3 separate regions of the Hordeum vulgare genome follow, and all the other regions are linked to region 2. The links are chromatin contacts, called in public Hi-C and HiChIP or PLAC-seq maps. All regions are on one chromosome and are shown on one strand. Each heading gives the region's core, a stretch centred on a gene start, on an enhancer-like site or on the middle of the called end of the contact. The rest is flanking DNA. Distances are from core to core; before and after follow the strand shown.

Evidence for each region. Hi-C and Micro-C count contacts between places; a contact is called where the count stands out from the background. HiChIP or PLAC-seq counts read pairs in DNA pulled down with a chosen protein or histone mark.
Region 1: a contact with region 2 is called in a Hi-C map of seedling, with 4 times the contacts expected there. The contact joins the promoter of LOC123397495 here to the promoter of LOC123397503 in region 2. A contact is called at or near these places in 3 of 6 Hi-C or Micro-C datasets (leaf and seedling) and 1 of 1 datasets of contacts at active chromatin or transcription factors (embryo).
Region 3: an H3K4me3 HiChIP or PLAC-seq map of embryo shows a contact between it and region 2, with 4 times the contacts expected there. The contact joins the promoter of LOC123397490 here to the promoter of LOC123397503 in region 2. A contact is called at or near these places in 1 of 6 Hi-C or Micro-C datasets (leaf) and 1 of 1 datasets of contacts at active chromatin or transcription factors (embryo).

The regions. Positions count from the first base shown.
Region 1 is chr5H:431,722,570-431,726,307 of MorexV3_pseudomolecules_assembly, reverse strand. It overlaps LOC123397495 (exocyst complex component EXO70B1), which reads left to right and starts at 1,834. Exons shown (of 1, transcript XM_045092023.1): 1 at 1,834-3,738. The coding sequence starts at 1,867.
Region 2 is chr5H:432,058,257-432,061,563 of MorexV3_pseudomolecules_assembly, reverse strand. LOC123397503 (probable polygalacturonase) reads left to right here and starts at 2,012. Exons shown (of 5, transcript XM_045092032.1): 1 at 2,012-2,917; 2 at 3,252-3,307. The coding sequence starts at 2,375.
Region 3 is chr5H:431,701,994-431,705,600 of MorexV3_pseudomolecules_assembly, reverse strand. LOC123397490 (transmembrane protein 87B) reads right to left here and starts at 1,429. Exons shown (of 5, transcript XM_045092016.1): 1 at 1,017-1,429; 2 at 1-156. The coding sequence starts at 1,270.

The DNA of each region.
Region 1 (3,738 bases), core at 585-3,084, 340 kb after region 2:
TGTCGTCTGCTGTGCGGCTCTTTGCCTTCTGCGGCTGACGACAAAGATGTGACTGATGGCAAATACCTTCTATGCCATCAGCCATTTCTTTGTCGTCCGTTTTGTGGCAACTGACGGCAAAGACACTCTTTGCCATCAGCCAGCGGACGACAAACATTTGGCAGACGGCAAAAAACGGATTTCCAGTAGTGTAGGTTATTTGTGCAAGTAAGAACAACACCTTAGCACCGACCTGCCCACATAACAACTTATGAAAGGAATGAACGCGAGTCATTGAATCATGATAAAAATAACTAGACAATATTACCGCGTGTCCTCGAGAACGATTTAATCACTATAAGTACTTCTGGCTTGTCCTTTGCAATAAAAGGATTGGGCCACCTTGCTGCACCTTGCTACTTTTGTTACTTGTTACTTGCTACAAACTATCTTGTTATCAAACTATCTCTCACAACTACTTTACAACACTTGCAAAGAAGGTTCGTATGTTGCCCCATTGCTGTCTTCACTTGGGCTACCTCGACCACTGCCCATGTGTCCTCCAAGCTGAACCGGGATGCTCTATTGTCGGATCCGCCTTGGCTTTCTCCTCCTCTACATCCCACTACTCCACCTTCTCCGTCTTCATGTTCGACGCCTCTTGCCCCTTCATCTCCTCCTCTGGAGAGTCCAAAGGAAAGTCAGATGCAATGTGAGGGTCGTGTCGTGCCTTCATCTTTGTTACCCGACATTGCGAGATCAACATCTTGTAGTAGGTATTATTTTAGCAAACCATGGCTACCCGCGGATGGCGAGGTCGGAGCGGAATAGGAAGCGGTATAGTTTGCCGTGGCGACATAGACTAGAGTCAGAGAGAGGAAATGGGGTGGCTAGGGTTAAGGCTCGTGTCCGTCTTAAAAAAGTTACCTGCCACTCACCAGGTCGGCTGCCCGGACGTATAGAGGCAATATGAGTGGTCTAGGTGTAGATCCTCTTAGTGTTCACTGCCTCCCATGGATGGGAGTCGCTCTCGCTCTGCATGCTCCTCTCTTTTCGTCCGAGGGTCATGGAGGCGCAATGAACCCTCGCGTGTGTCGGTGATAGCTATCCTGGTTCATTTTCATTTGTTTTTAGTTTGGTTATGGTTTGTGTCCTGCTCAGTAATGCAAAATTGTGGCGACTTTATAAAGATGGAATAAGTTTCTCCCTGTCTAGCCCCTATCTTAATGGTGTTTCTAACGCCACGATGTGTGAAGGTGTGTGTGACGAATCTCACAGGATTTAATATGTGATTGCCTTGGATGGATCTGTTTGGATCCGGTCTTAATTTTTCGCGTTCATGTGTTTACTGATTGAATCCTCAATGGTGTCTATTTCGTTGGTCCTCTAGGACCTTAACACAACAACTTCTTCGACTGTTCACTACAACAGGGTTTGTCCGATTCCATAAGGCCTTGTTCGGCACAAGTGGTTTTCAAGTCCCCAACGGGGTGGGGATTTCATGGGATTTGGTGAATCCCCCTCTTCCACCCAATCCCCTTGAATCCTCGTTGCACGAGTTCCACGAGTCCCCCTCGATGCTTCAAAATCCCGTGAGGGGGGGGGGGGATTTAGTGGTTTGGAGGGGTTTGTCCATCGCAAACCGTGTGTACCAAACGAACTCATAAAATAGTTGTTATTTTCTAGTGCTTTTTTCTTCCGTGATTGATGAATAAATTGAATGTTTTTTGTAAAATGCACTATGGTGTGCCTGGATAAAATAACTGTTATTTTCTAGTGTTTTTTTTTACTTCCGTGATTGATGAATAAATTGAATGTTCTTTGTAAAATGCACTATGGTGTGCCGACCGGCTGGTGGGGCACACGTAGATCGTTCTCCCATGTTCGATGCGTCTCTGGCAGGTGGGCCCGGCAATCAGCTCTCGTCGTCGTCACCGTCCATTAAGGCTCTGTTTCGTCGGGGAAAAAAGAAAAAGAAAATCTGATTCGGCTTTGGCCTTTGCTAATCCGCGCAATATAATAATCGCGAGGGGAGGGAGGGAGCCCGAACGACCAAAGCAAACCAAACCAAAGCCGGGAGAGAAGAGAAATCGGCCGGTCTCCCCTCGCTGGACTAACCAGAGAGCAGAGAGCATCAGAGCACAGCGCAGAGCCAAGACAGCAGCTTCATCGCCGCCGGTGGTTGGCTTCCTGCCGCTCCCTCCCTGCTATTGGTGTTGGTTTGTCGCGCGGCTGGCCGGGGGTGAGGAGGGTCGGAGGGGGCGAAGCATGGACGGATCCGCCGCGGCGGAGCTGGAGAGGGCGGAGAGGGTGGTGATGCGGTGGGACTCCACGGCGTCCGCGCCCGCGGGGGGCGGGGAGGACCAGATGCTGTTCGACGGCGGCGGGGACCGGGCGGAGGCGGAGCGGTTCCTGCAGGCGGTGGACGACCTGCGCCGCCTCGCGCCGCCGTCCCCCGGCAGCCCGCGCCGCACCTCCTCGTCGGGGGCCTCCGGCGCCGTCCAGGTCGCCATGGCGCGGCTCGAGGACGAGTTCCGCCACGTCCTGGCGTCGCGCGCGGTCGACCTCGAGATCGAGGTGCTGGCCGACCTCAGCTCCCTCTCCATGTGCAGCGACCGCTCCAGCTTCTCCGACGTCGGCGACGCGCCGCCGGTGGACGACGACTCCGTCGAGTCCTCCGTCGGCCGCCGCAGCAGCTACCGCTCCATGCGCAGCATCCGCGAGATCGACCTCCTCCCGCCCGACGCCGTCGCCGACCTCAACGCCATCGCCTCCCGCATGGCCGCCGCCGGCTACGACCGCGAGTGCGTCCAGGTCTACGCCTCCGTCCGCAAGCCGGCCGTCGACTCCGCCCTGCGCCGCCTCGGCGTCGAGAAGCTCACCATCGGCGACGTCCAGCGCCTCGAGTGGGACGCCCTCGAGGTCAAGATCCGCCGCTGGATCCGCGCGGCCCGCGCAGCCGTCCGCGGCGTTTTCGCCAGCGAACGCCGCCTTTGCTTCCTCATCTTCCACGACCTCCCCCTCTCCAACCCCACCATCGCCACCCCCGCACCCACCACGACGCCCGCCGCCCCCTTCGTCGAAACTGTCAAGGGCGCCGCGCTGCAGCTCTTTGGCTTTGCCGAGGCCATAAGCATCGGCCGCCGCTCGCCAGAGAAGCTCTTCAAGATCATTGATCTGCACGATGCACTGGCCGATCTGCTGCCTGATGTCTCGGATATCTTTGCTGTCTCCAAGGCCGGGGAATCAATATATGTGCAGAGTACCGAGATCAGGGCGCGTCTGGCTGATGCTGTCCGTGGGATACTCTCGGAGTTCGAGAACGCCGTTCTCCGTGACCCCTCCAAGACTCCAGTACCCGGCGGCACCATCCATCCCCTCACTCGCTATGTGATGAATTACATTGTCCTCATTTCCGACTACAAGGCGACACTTTCTGAGCTGATCGTGTCACGGCCATCAGCTAGCTCGCGTGTTTCTGCCGACGGCAATGAGCTCACACCGTCATTTCCTGATCTGGACCTTGCTGATCCTGACAGCCAGTTGCCCCTTTCTGCTCATCTCATCTGGACTATTGTGGTTCTTGAACACAACCTTGAAGGCAAGGCATCACTCTACAAGGACCCGGCACTCTCTCACTTGTTCCTCATGAACAATGTGCACTATATTGTTCACAAGGTAAAGGACTCGCCTGAGCTCCGGGGACTTATTGGCAATGAGTACTTAAAGCGACTCACAGGTAAGTTCCGGTTGGCAGCC
Region 2 (3,307 bases), core at 763-3,262:
TTATATTATTAATTTTTTGCCCCCCATCTTTTTACTCCGCACATGATAATTTTTCTAAAGTTAAACTTTGTAAAGTTGACCAATTTTACAGAAAAAATATCAACATTCACAATATGAAATCAATATCATTAGACACCCCATGAATTTAACTTTCATGCAAACTTTAACAAAATATGACTTCACACAAAAATCTTATATGGGGAGTAAAAAGGACCAAAGGGAGTGTTTCTAAGACTCATTGTTTTGGGAATATGCATATATAGCTATGTTCATATTTAGTTATGCCATTTTTTCAATGTAAAATCCACCAATGCATGAAGGAGTAAGAGGACCATGCTAACGTTGTCTACACTTTATTATTTCCTCCTTAACCCATGTAATCTGTAAGATGATCCCAATAAATCAAAAATATCTCATAGGATCCGAATCGATGTTAGTCTTCCATGGATCTTCTTGAATCTAGTCCTTGTTTGTGTGTCTACGGGTAGTCTAAGAACTAAATGTATTTTTTTGTTACTACTAGTTTTTTGTACTGACAAGATAGAAGAAGAATAGACCAAAAGTTGTTTCAAACAAGAACATCTCTAGCAGATCTAGTAAAATCTTATACTGAATAGTTGTTTCAAGGTATTTTGTAAAACATTTTTACAGTATGGCGCGTGCCCCGCTAGAATAGACCCCGTAAAAGTTCGCTTTACGTCGGACCCCCTATGAACTACTGCTGTGTCATAACTCCTCCTCGTGCTCTTTTGTAGGTGTCTCTCATCGCTCCCATCTCATCGCCATGTTGACTCGGGAGTAGTGCTTTAGAAGTAGCAAGCGAGCCACCGCCTAACCCTTTAAATGGCGGACAAGGAGCCCATCATGGAGCGCCCCATTGTGGAGGAGGAAGGTAAGGACTCCGCCGCCGCGGCCACCACCACCCATCAGCGATTAGGAGGACATTGGTGCCGTGGTCGCCCCATCATGCGGCTCAATGAGGCCCACCTTGCAATGGTGTCCCGCGACCATGCCTTCACCAGCCACTGCATCGGACGACCAGGTCCACTCCTAGTGAGGCGCCGGAGGCGCGCACGACCTCCAAGAGACTGCTATGGTGGAGTGATGCCCCTACTTGGCCGACGTCGTGGAGCCTCCTGCTCGCGTGCCTCCTTATCCGCCTCCTCCCGCCGAAGCTCCGACACTGCAGTGTATAGGCCGTTCAACACCGCGGGAGTGATTTCTGCTGAAGTTTCACTCCCGCCAACCATTTTCGTATGATAGAGGAAACCGAAAAGGACAGGGCAAAACTGGGAATCTAACGTACAAGGGTTTCTTTTTTAGGGGGTTGGATTTGTTTCCCTTTTTACAGCGAGCAAGATTTTTTTTTTCTGGCACCGGCCGTTCTGTGGGATCTGAAACGATTTTTTTCCGCTCAAAAGCGTAAAAGAATAGTTATTTTACATTTCAGGTCTTTACGGGATCTGCTAGAGATGCTTAAAAACACTCGAAAAGACGAAAAAGAGGGAATACTTCTTAGAGCATCTCCAATAGATGATATAGATGTAAAATAACTAACTTTTACATCTCCGAGTTTTAAAAACGCACCTCCAACAAATAATATAGATGTAAAAAAACTGACATCACCTGCTTCAAGTGATGTAAAATACAATACTTGGACATATCTAACTGCTGGAGATGTAAACCCAGATGCAAAATGTCTAGCCACGCACCAACCCAACCTACGTGAAATCCCCCCTTCCCCGACTGACCGACTACTTTGATCTACCGCCGCAACGTCAATCAACCGTCACCGGACCAGCCGTCGCTCCGTCGCCCAAGGCAGGACAAACCGTTTTGCACGATCTAAAATGAACATTTTGCGTTCAAAACCATAAAAGAACGATTATTTTACAGTTTATGGTTTTTAAGGGATCATATGTTCTTAAAACCCCGAAAAAGAGGAAGTGGAGGGAGCAGTACTTCAGCATCAGCGGAAGCGTAGACAGCAACAGACAGAGCCACGGCAACTGGAGTCAGTCAATCCGACGGCCCGCACGGGCTGACGGCAGTACGCAGGGTGGGCTATTCGGTCATTCCGCCGTCTCGCTGGCCGTCGTCGTGGTTCCTCCTCCAACCCCACGGCCGAGGCGGAAGCACTCACCACCGCGCTCAAGTGCCAGTGACCTCACCGCCTCCCGCCCTTTTTAAACTAGTGCTCCCGAGGTCCGGCTCACCACCGCCGCGCTCCCGCTTCCTCCCCCACCCCCATGGGCAGCAAAACCCTAGTAGTAGCCCCCAGACAGAGGCACCAACCGGTTGGTACTGCGCGGCGTAGCACGTAGATCCCGCCCCCGCCCCCGCCCCGCCCCCGCCCCCGCGACGACCGGATCCGATGGCGGAGATCGCCGTCGGCGTCTCCTCCCCGCGCGCCTCCGTCGCCGCCGCCGCCGCAGCGGCGGCGGCGTCGGCCTCCGCCGGGCCGGCCGTGCTGTCCTCCCCGCGCGCCGCGCTAAGCCGCGGGGCGCACCAGTTTCACCACCGGCGGTGGGCGCCGCCGACGATCTCGCCGTCCTACAGGGCGTACCTGGTCGCGCTCTGGCTCGTCGGCTTCGTGCTCGTCTTCCTGTGGCAGAACACCTCCATGGGCCGCCTGCGGCTCTACAACCGGCCCCCCATGCCCAAGCGCGCGCCGTCCGCCGCAGCGATGGGGCAGTGGGTGGCCTCGCCGCCGGTGTACGACTTGAGGGAGTTTGGGGGCGTCGGGGACGGGCGGACGCTCAACACGGCGGCCTTCGAGGGCGCGGTGGCGGCCATCTCGGAGAGGGGCGGTGGGAGGCTCACCGTGCCTGCTGGCCGGTGGCTCACTGCGCCGTTTAACCTCACCAGCCACATGACGCTCTTCCTCGCTGCTGGCGCTGAGATCCTGGGGGTCCAGGTGAGGAATTTCAGCTGCACTCTCCATCTGCTTGCTTAATTTCACAGTACAAGTTTTGACAAGGTTGTATGACCAGTCATAAGTGTAGTCGTGGTATAGTTAAATCATTAAACCATATAATGAATTAATGACTCACATTACCACTAGAATGACACTGTTCCTGTCCACTCATGCTTAGGCTGTAAATAAATTACAGTGATGTCATTTTGTTTCAACCTCAGAGAAAGTTGAACTAGGATGTTGTTACTTATCGTTTGGCTGTAACTTTTACAGTTTGGTGCATTTTCTTCCAATAAGTCAACATTGACAGCTTATTGCGTTGCTTACATGTAAGGATGAAAGATACTGGCCATTGATGTCTCCATTACCATCATATGGATATGGAAGAGA
Region 3 (3,607 bases), core at 180-2,679, 360 kb after region 2:
GATGTACAACAAATTGCTTTTTGACCTCCATACGCCGATCCACCAATCATTTCACGATCTTCTATTTCAAAGACAAGTATCTGAACCTTAGATGAACTAGTCTCTTTCACAGAATCATTGGCCTCCTCTGGCCTCCTAAAAGTAATCTTGTCAAACCTGAAAAGTGGAGGAAATATGAAATTCGAATCTACAGGAAGGAAGGATGGCAGGCAAGCTAAGCACCTAATTATAGTGAACCGAGCTAATGCAATTTGAATTGTTCGATTAAAGTAGCAACCAATAAATAATGGGTGCAAAATGCTTCCATGACTAATTTAAACTGAAGGAACAGGGTGTCATTTCCTTTGCCTTTTAGTTTATTGGACGCATGTAGAGTACTCCCTCCGTCTCAGTTTACAAATCCAATACATGTACCTAGGTCGTCAATTTGACCAACTTAATGAGAGGCATATATAACAAAAAATATATCATTAAAAACTTTAGATGTTCTATTTTCTAATGATATAATTTTTACGTTAAACAATATATTTATATAAATCAAATTGACGATCTAGGTACACGTGCATGCCTTCTAAACTGTGACGGAAGAAGTATATTTTTACAAGTATGCTCGTGCAAACACAACTTAAACAAAATTTAAAGTTGTAGTGCTTCCCATGCTTGATCTAAACTTCATATAAGTAGCCCTCATTAAGTATGCCAGCTACACCCCTACACCAACTCACGCCATAAATTGCAAACTAATGAAGCATAATTAACTCAGCAACGCACATGTAGCTATAATTACTCAGCGGGAATGGTGCCCCTCTCAGCATAATTTCTGTGAAGATCCAATCGCGCCCTCTCGGAGTACTACCCTACCAAAAACCATTCAAATGGCCGACAGAGCCCCCGGGGGATGACGGGATCCAAGATCTCATACGCAGAACAAGGCTCCGCTACACCGCGGTCGGCTGTAAAGACGATGCAAGCTAGCGGCAAGCCAGCGGGGAGCTAAAAACCGCGAGACAAAGTACCGTATGAAGGCGTCGGGGGCGGCGGCGGCGGCGGCCTCGTCGTCCTCCTCCTCGGCGGTGGCATTGGCGGGGGAGACGGGGGCGTAGAGGCCCTCGCTGCCTGCGTGGAGGATGAAGGCATTGCCCTTGTTGAGGAAGCCGAGGCCGGTGTACTCGTGCACCGAGGCCTCGCCGGCGCGGAGGAGCGCCGCGACGGAGACGGCGAGGAGGAGGAGGGCACGTGCGGCGGCCGCCGTGTCGGCGTCGGCGGCCATGGAGGAGACTAGGCGAGGGTGGATCTGGCCTGCGCGAAGCTGATGAGTGGAGTGGGTCGGCGGAGTTGGGGGAAATGGCAAAAACCGCAGAGGCCAAGCGGAGCGGAGCCGCTGTCGCCTGGGGTAGGTTAGGAAGGAAAGAAATGGGGGAGAAAAGGCTTTGTCGGCGACTCGACCGGACTGGACCGGCTAAAATGGTTATTCTTTGATGGTAAATATTGATGTTGGTCAATGACAGGCTGAGGTTAACAGAGTTCTTAACTTAGGTTCTTTAATTAGGTCCATAGTTCCAGGAAGAAACCACTGGTTTCTCTTCGTAGGAAACAAAAAGGTTTTAGGCTGGCCATAGCGGAGTAACATATACTAGTGTCATCATATGATATTAGTAAAATAACACAGTATTTTCTTCGTCTCAGTTTACAAGTTCGGCATATGTATCTAGGTCGTTAATTTAACAAATTTAATGAGATACATATATTATAAAAAATATATCATTACAAACTTTAGATGTTCTATTTTTTAATGATATAATTTTTATGTTAAACAATATATTTTATATAAGTTAAATTGACGACCTAGGTACAATGAGTACCTTCTAAACTGTGACGATGGTACTCCTTTCGTCTCGGTTTACAAGTCATCTTAAAACTTTCCCAAAACACTAGGCACGATGCATTAATTCTCACCTCGTTTCCTGTTTTTGACATGAATAAAGGAATCAACCAATAAAAGACGTGGGGTGTGTATGCTTTTAATGACTTGAGACTAACTACGTCGGCTAGCGTTACAACAGGAGGCAAGAAATTCAAATATGGTCCAAGTCTCAAGCCTCTTACGAGGTTGCCTTACCACCTGACTCCCGAGGAAAACACAGTCGAAGTGCAAGCCCAAGTGAAGGCCCATTTTGGACCGAAACCGTCCCTGTCGCCAAAGGAGATCATACCTGAGCATGGCATACAACACTTTATTGATAATGCTCAACCAGCTGTCAAGCATATAGACTCAGACTATGACCGCTCTATCAAGAAGTCATATCGAGCACAAAAAAGGAAGGAGTCGAGCTCGAGCTCGAGCCAAGCAGCTGGCAAAAATGCGGGAAAACTGTTCCCCAGCTGGGAGAACAGGCAGTGCATAATCTCCCCACTACAAACACATGTGAGTACCGCTGATTAGTAGCTGGTAATAACCGACGATCATAGAAGGCGGGCTAAAGAGGCCGGTGTCACTATACAATAAATCCTAGGCATCGAGGACTTGCAAACGTTTAAAGAGGAGGAACTAATATGGAAATATGTCCGCGGCCAACCTATGGTCAAGCCTGAGCAGACCCCGCTTCTATCAACGAGAATGTATGAATTGCATCAATGGTACCTGAGAGTAGTAAAGACTACGAATCGAGAGTCCCTCATGATGGAAGTCGAGGAAGAGCATTACTATCATAAAAAAGATTTGTGGGTTGAGTATCAAGAAATGTTTCGGTTACTCAATCAAGACGAACTCGACAAATCTATCGTCAATTGCTATTGTCTGTAAGTGATTTCTTTCTGTAATTTAAGTCTCTAGCTAGCTGTAGCGCTCGTTCATTACATGTAATTATTCTCACTATATATTCTTTTCTATGGTATTATGCAGAATGAAGATGTATAAAATGAAAAAAGTTGGATGCTATGGCATTGGGTTCATTGACCCAAATACCATTAATGAAGAGCTATGGACGCGTAAATGGGAATGAAAAGACACAGGGAAAAGCTTGGTAGAGTTTTTGGTGCGGCTAAATTGTTGGAAATATGCCCTAGAGGCAATGATAAATAGTTATTATTATATTTCCTATTTAAAGATAATCGTTTATTATCCATGCTATAATTATATTGAATAAAAACATAGATACATGTGTGGATACATAGACAAAACAATGTCCCTAGCAAGCCTCTAGTTGGCTAGCCAGTTGATCAATGATAGTCAAGGTTTTCTGACTATGAGCAAATGTTGTCACTTGATAACTGGAACACATCATTAGGAGAATCATGTGGTGGACTAGACCCAAACTATGAACGTAGCATATTGATCGTGTCGTTCTATTGCTATTGTTTTCTGCGTGTCAAGTATTTATTCCTATGACCATGAGATCATATAACTCACTGGCACCGGAGGAATACCTTGTCTGCATCAAACGTCACAACGTAACTGGGTGACTATAAAGGTGTTATACAGGTATCTCCGAAGGTGTTCGTTGAGTTGGTATGGATCAAGACTGAGATTTGTCACTCCGTGTGACGGAGAGGTATCTCGGGGCCCACTCGGTAATACAACATCACACACAAGCCTTGTAAGCAATGT